2 separate regions of the Sus scrofa genome follow, and region 1 is linked to region 2. A link is a contact called in public Hi-C data. All regions are on one chromosome and are shown on one strand. The core of a region is the stretch at or near the end of the contact, and the rest is flanking DNA. Distances in the headings are between cores, read along the strand shown. Region 1 holds the start of IPO8 (importin-8). Region 2 holds the start of ETFBKMT (electron transfer flavoprotein beta subunit lysine methyltransferase).

The links. A called contact is a pair of places that touch in the nucleus more often than the background predicts.
Region 1: a Hi-C map of liver shows a contact between it and region 2, with 4 times the contacts expected there. The contact joins the promoter of IPO8 here to the promoter of ETFBKMT in region 2. A contact is called at or near these places in 1 of 5 promoter capture datasets (liver) and 1 of 47 Hi-C or Micro-C datasets (liver).

The regions. Positions count from the first base shown.
Region 1 is chr5:43,098,222-43,102,084 of Sscrofa11.1, forward strand. It overlaps IPO8 (importin-8), which reads left to right and starts at 1,528. Exons shown (of 25, transcript XM_003126400.5): 1 at 1,528-1,961. The coding sequence starts at 1,878.
Region 2 is chr5:42,573,979-42,577,435 of Sscrofa11.1, forward strand. ETFBKMT (electron transfer flavoprotein beta subunit lysine methyltransferase) reads right to left here and starts at 2,005. Exons shown (of 4, transcript XM_021092089.1): 1 at 1,852-2,005. LOC110260715 (a long non-coding RNA gene) reads left to right here and starts at 2,072. Exons shown (of 3, transcript XR_002344057.1): 1 at 2,072-2,200.

The DNA of each region.
Region 1 (3,863 bases), core at 278-2,777, 520 kb after region 2:
AATATAGGAAAAACTTTTACAAACCATTACAAAATCAAATGGTTTTTTTTTTTTTTCATCTTTGCAGGGCTCTGTGGAAAGAGGTAGGGAGTTTGAGAAGGGTCTCAAGGGTTGGGACAGTTGCTGAGGTGCTGAAGATTTTGCTGAACAAAGGAAACAAATAGGATTGTTGAGCCCGATAAAAGAACACAGTGTCAATTTGTAACAGTGTCAATTTGCACAGTGGGTCAAGGGTAGATATGAAAAGTTAAATTGGGAGTTGAACAGCAGAGAAGGATGTGTATGTGGTCAGGACTGGATAAGCTAGGAGGACTGAAAAGTGACTGGGTTGGAAAACAAGTATAGAATTATTGAGGGAGAGAAAAAATGGAAGAAAAGGGTCCTAAATTGAAAAGAGGATACTGGAGTTAAGGTTTCAGAGGTCAAGGAGTTTTAGATCCCTGAGGTCCAAGAGAGTGGGATAAGGAAATAGTGTGAGGATGAAAGGCACTATGTTTCATAATAACTTGAAGTGCTAAGGAGTTTGTATTTTACCTGGAAATTGATAGGATATCATCAAGTAAGGAACATGACAATATTGACTGTTAAGAAACATTACTCTGATGGAAATGTAGAGAACAGGCAAAACTGGAGAAGCCAGAGAACTAGGCACTTTTGCACCCAGCTGAAGGGTGTGGTCCCATTTACAGCTTCTGCAGAGAGGAGGGATTTCAGGCATCTAAGTTTTCCGCCACGTATTTTCTACTCTACATTGAACCCAGTTAACTGAACCAGTCCTTCCCGATTATCTGCTCCTGGAACGATCACACCCCTTTTAATTGCATTTTGCCCACAGTCATCTTTACAAATGTAATCTGAACTCTCTTTTTCTGGGTTAACCTCAGGAACAACTAGCTCTTTCATATTTTTATGCTATTGAAATTGTGGGGCCAGATATGTCCACAGTGGAAACAGTATAACCTTTCTTGCCTTTAACTGTTTTTCTGAAAAGATTTGAAAAAATTTCGGAAACTCTCAGGCATATCAGTTCCTCTGATCTCTGTATTTCCACAGTTACTTTGTTTAAGTATATTTTTTGTTTACCTTTGTGTCTTCTATCACACCCTAAGTTCCTTCATAGTAACCTGCATTGAATTCATTTTGTTATAATGTGGTACCTAAATATCTCAGTACGCGGGCTCAAAAATACATGTTTAAAAATGTTCAGTCAATGAGTGTGTGAATGAAAGAACTAATGATGGCTCCCACAGACCGAGGGAAGTCCGTCCTCCCGTGGGCTAGATGATCTCAAGGTCCCAAAAAGTCTGCTCTGGAAGAGGCTCCGTTGTAATGATGCCCAAACGGTTCTCGGACTAACAAAAAGTGCCGCTCCATCCATACATGCTTAATTTGGAAGCAGCTGTAAGAGACACCTAGCCAGCTCGTTTCCCTCTCTGGGAAGAGGCGGGAGGCTGTTTTCCGTATGGCAGCAAGGCGGCCTCCTGCCGGAGCTGGTGAGACGTTTTCCTCTGGGGAAGAAGCCGAGACCACTTTCCGTACAGGAGCATGGTGGCCGCCAGTAGGAGCAGCCATATAGCATCACGCCCGGGGGAAGAGGCCGCCGTAAAAGAGGCGCCGCTTCCTCTTCTTACTTCTCCCGCCTCCCACCGGCTGTCGTAAAAGGGTGAATGGAGAGCGAGTTGTGGGGGGTAGAAAGGGAGGACAGGGGGCGCGGAGTCAGAGTGGCGCAGCAAGTGGCTGCAGGTGGCGACGGTGGCGGAGGTTGGGGAGTGAGGTAGTGCAGGGGTCGCGGAGGAGGAGGCTGAGAGGGTCAAAAGAAAAACTAAAGCTGCTGTCTGGCCTACTGGTCCGGGGGCCGCGGAGCCCCCGCCCGGGAGATGGACCTCAACCGGATCATCCAGGCGCTGAAGGGCACCATCGACCCGAAGCTGCGGATTGCAGCTGAGAATGAACTCAACCAGGTGAGGAGCGGGCCTGCGGCGCCCCCCTGCCGCCGAGCTGGCTCTCGGGGCTCTCTCTTCTCCGCACCCCGGATCTCCACCAGCACCCGGGCCCCGACCCCGACGCGTCTCTCGGCCTGTCCCACCCCCGCCCCAGCCCCCGCTCCGGGGTCCGGTGGCGCCGCTCTCCTGGGATCTTTTCTCAGCGGCTCACGCACCTGTTGGCCACCTTTGCATCTTTCCTGTCGTTTTCCTTCCCTAGTGCAGTTTGTTGAGCCCGTTTGGTTCGCAAAAAGAAGCTTTAGCAAGCTTTGCTAGTGTTTTCAGGGTGTGATTTCTTTTCCTTAAGTTCGCTGACTTGGTGGGAAAATACACCTAAAATTCAAATCTGAGTTCGGTTTTTCTGCAGATCCAGCCCTTTTTAGGTGTTGCTCTGGCAAACCCTGCCCATTGCCTGCTTCTGCGGGGTTGGCAGGACCGTGTAGACACTGATTGGCAGTTTTGTTGGAGCGCTGGGAAATGCTGCCGGAAGAGTTTTTTCATGGTGGTACTGCTTTACAAAAGATACGCCGAGTAATATTTGTAGGAATTTTTTATAAATGGTAAAATGTGTAAGACTTTCTTTTATCTTCCATCCTCTATCTTTATGAACTAGCCTTAGTTCGAGTGATAGCACCGACATTTCCATACTAGCTTATATTTTCCTCCTCACCTGTAGGAATAAATCACAGCCTTCTCACTAAAAAGTACGAATTAAGGTCTGTTAATGGATAGAGTGACAGCTGTTTGAGGTTGCAGTAATCCTTAAAATGTAAAGAAATATACCTAAATTAGTGGTTCTCAAAGTGTTGCCCAGGATAAGTAGCATCAGTGTCATTTGGGAACTTGTTGGAAGTGCAAATTATGGGGCTTCACTCTAGACTTTAAAGAAACTCTGGGAGTGGGGTCTAATGATTGGTGTTTTAATTAGCTAACTAGGTGATTCTGTGTTTCCTAAAGTGTAACAACGACTTTCCCAAGTAAATGTTCTGTGGGAGTTAAGTTTTCCCTGGTTAAACTGTGAACCTTTGAAAGGGGTTATTTTAATGGGAAATCCAGTGGAATAAGTGTGAATCTAGGATTTCCATGTGTTAAAAGAGTGAGTGACAACACTGACTCTGGAGAGAAGGTTGAGTTGAACTGAAGCCCCAAAGGGAATGTTTTGGTACTTCAAAAAGAAAAGGGCTCTCACTTACAATAGGGGAAAGTTAAAAGACAGTACCTGTCCGAGGCTTTGCAGAGAAAAAGTACTATATACTGCTTGGCTGGAAGAGTAGTAATCCAGGCTTTGGTTAGGAGGGACAAAGCAAGAGCTGAATTTGCAGTCTGCTAGTATGAACAGGGCAGTTGGCCTGTTTGTGACCCTCTTCTCTTCATGGTGAGGCCAGATGTTATTTTTACAGTGTCTATAGGGGATCATATCTTTGATATCATGTTGTATTTCCCTGCCTCTGTTAGCCTACTGTTGCTTTGTTTCTTAGTCATCAGTGTATAAGTGCAGTTGACTTTACAGATGAGGAAAATGTAGGTGAGAAAAACTTCAGAACTGCAAAGACATTTAGGACCCTTTCTTTCATAGCAAATCCATTCCAACCTTACTCTACCCTGCCCTGCACAATATCCTCTCAAGTCATCACAGACTGCAGTTTCCTCTGCAGCTTCTAAAAGTAGCTTATTGCTATGTCACTCATTTAGCATTATATTTTGTATAATGCTTTGGATTAACATGCTTTTAAGCTTTTTTTGAATTTTCTGTTAAATAGATGACCAAAGTATAATGTCACATAATCTTTTAATAAAATATGATTTTAAGGTCGGGCTTTGTATGCTTATACTTTACCACAACTGTAGCATCCTTCTTTGTGGGATAAACAGGTGGGTAGT
Region 2 (3,457 bases), core at 755-3,254:
TCCAATCTTTTATTTTTATTTATTTATTTTTCTTTTTATGACCGCCCCTGAGGCATACAGAAGTTGTGAGGTTAGGGACTGAATCAGAGCTGCAGCTGTGGGCCTACACCATAGTTCATGGCAACACCAGATCCTTAACTCTGTGAACGACGCTGACCCTGAATCCTCATGGATACTAGTCAGGCTCTTAACCTGTTGGGCCACAAGGGGAACTCCAAGGAAAAGCCAGTCTTTTAAAAGATGCCTTTTCACAACAGAATCCTCTTAATAATTTAGAATAACAAATATACAAGCATTTGCTTTTGAGAGAATCCTCAGGAACATGCCTGTTACACACAATAAGATATACCTTTAAAGTTCTTTCATACATTTAATAAATCACTTCCATTTAAGCAGGGACTTTGCCTGGCAACTTTGAACAAAATAAACAAAAGTCCCTCTCTTCAGAAAGCTTAGATGCCAGTGGTGGAATAGAGCAATTAACAGGGCAAACATAGTTCTTGCCTTTATGAAGTCTAGCCAAAAGTTGTACAGATTGTCAAATTTTAACTGTGGGTAGAGATAAATTATACTGACTGCACAATAAAGATAGTCCTAGCATAAAACATCAATGTAATAAAGATTCAAGGGTTTTTCCTAAAAAAAAAAATATTAAAAAAAAAAAAAAAAACAACTATAGAGGAGTTCGCTTCGTGGCTCAATGGTTAATGAACCCGACTAGGATCCATGAGCATGCAGGCTTGCTCCCTGGCCTCACTCAGTGGGTTAAGGATCCAGCGTTGCCCTGAGCTGTGGTGTAGGTCACAGGTGAGGCTCGGGTCCTGAGTTGCTGTGGCTGTGGTATAGGCTGGCAACTGAAGCTCCAATTTGACCCCTAGCCTGGGAACTTCCACATGCCTTAGGTGTGGCTCTAAAAAGCAAAAAAAAAAAAAAAAAAAAAAAAAACCTTTAGATTTAATTGTAATAAAAGAATATCAGCTCCCAAACCTCTTTCTGTAAATACCTCTGATGAGTCATCTTTACCAAAACTGGACTTAATATAAAAAGACACCTTGATAAGAATAAGCAGGAATGAAAGAGCAGTTTAAACAGAAATTATACACCCAGTTGTTTGAGACCTCTGATCTAATCTGCGTAAATATTTTAAAGTCTTATATCCACCCAAGTATTTAGAGTAGGGGCCCCAAGCTTAAATGCCTACCAGGGCTGGGCTGGTGATAGATGTATGATCCAGGCTGTTGTTAGATAACAGAGGGGCTGTGGCAAACTGTAAACTGTTTCAAAACAGTCCAAAAGGGCCGCAAACTGCTGCCAGCCAGGGACTCCTGGGCTGATCTCCCAATCGCTCAAGATAATCCAGATATTTACACATAAACTCTCACTTAAACTGGCACATAAACTGGCAACTAATTAAAATATCAAGACACAGGCGGGCCACAATGCCTCTCAGACCAGTTTGTGAACTCAGGATGGACCTCCAGTGGGTATTAATAAAATTAGCCCACGTTTATGCTTTTGGAATCCCAGGGTCTAGGCTGACCTCATTGGACTAATCCTGTGAGGACCGACCGGGTCAGCCCTTGAATCCCAAAAGTCCAAGGTTTAAAAAGAAATCAAATAGGAGATTGTGGACACCATTTCATCCAGACCGATGTCGCTCCCTCCCAAGCCAGCACCAATGAAACAGCACCCCTTATGAATATGTGATTATGTGCTGGACACTTGGTACGTGGAATGATTGCTAAGGAAAGAAGACGGGTTAAAAAGACGGGTCCAAAAGTATTAGCACGTGATTTCCCTCCAAGGAGAGAGTCAACCTTAAAGGGGCAGGCACAGTTCTCCTCTCCTTACCCGGCTGTGCTAACACCGCCTCAGGAAGCTAAGCACTGGGCACGTCTGTCACTCTCCTCTGCCCGTCTTTTTGCACCTTCTTTATGACTGCAAGCGGGGTCCAGCTTCCTCAGCCAAGCCGGCGCCCAGCCCAGCCCAGCCCAGCCCAGGCTCCGCCCTCCTTCCCGGCAGCGCCTTTTCTCCTTTCGCCTGCCCTTCTTAAAGGGACAGGAAGTTCGAAACCACCGGGCTTTCAGACCTCCCTTGGGAAATAGGGGAGCTACAAATACTGATTTCTTGAAGATCCACTTTGAAGCCCTGGAGCATCTGCTTCATGCCAGTCACACTCCTAAACACTGGGCATAGAATGGTGAGCAAAATAGACCTTTAATAAACCTTTAATAATGACGCTTACTTTTGGAGTTCCCGTCGTGGCTCAGTGGTTAACCAATCCAACTAGGAACCATGAGATTGAGGGTTCGATCCCTGGCCTTGCTCAGTGGGTTAAGGATCTGGTGTTGCCGTGAGCTGTAGTGTGGGTGGCAGATGCGGCTCAGATCCTGCGTTGCTGTGGCTGTGGCTTAGGCCAGTGGCTGCAGCTCTGATTAGACCCCTAGCCTGGGAACCTCCATATGCCGCGGGAGCGCCTCAAGAAAACGCAAAAAGACAATAATAATAATAATAATGACGCTTATGCTCAACTGTGATTAAATCATAATGTCCTCCCTGTTATAATTTCATGCATGCACAATCTTTTTAATTTTCTTAATTACAGTTTATTTCGATAGTACTCTCTGATTCTCTTGCTGTTAATAATTCTTTATTTTTTATTTTTTTGCTTTTTAGGGCTGCACCCTTGGCATTTGGAGGTTCCCAGGCTAGGAGTCCAGTGAGAGCTACAGCTCCGGCCTACACCAGAGTCACAGCAACACAGGATCTGAGCAGCTTCTAGGACCTACATCACAGCTCACCGAAGCGCCAGATCCTTAACCCACTGAGCGAGGCCAGGGATCAAACCATGGTTCCTAGTGGGATTTGTTTCCACTGCACCACGATGGGAACTCCCTGTTAATAATTCTTAACAGACATTAAAGATTAGTTTGCCTAAGAAATGTTGTTTTTTGAGTTTCCATTGTGGCTCAGCAGGTTAAGAACCAGAGTAGTATCCATGAGGATGGAGGTTCCATGGCTGGCTCAGTAGGTTAAGGATCCTGCGTTGTTACAAGCTGCAGTGTAGGTAGCATACATCGCTGAGGTGGGGTGTTACAGTGTGGGGCACAGGGATGCAGCTGCAGCTTCAATTTACTCCTGGCTGGGAACTTCCATATGCTGCAGGTATGGCTGTTAAAAAAAAGAGAGAAGTGTTGTTTTTAACTAGCTTCTGTATTCTATCCCACTGATAGTTTTTAAATTGATCTGCTTCTTTCCATCTCTCTTGCTATTGCCTTAGTTTCACTTTATGATTGCTTGCCTGAATTCCCATAACTGGTCTCTGCAATCCTGCTTTCCTCTAGCCCATTCTCTGTAGTGCAGCTTAAATTGTTGTCTCTGAAACTTTCATTCCATAGTCCAGAAAAAGGCTTTACATTCTTAAAATAATCCCAAAGAAACAGACTATAAGCCCATC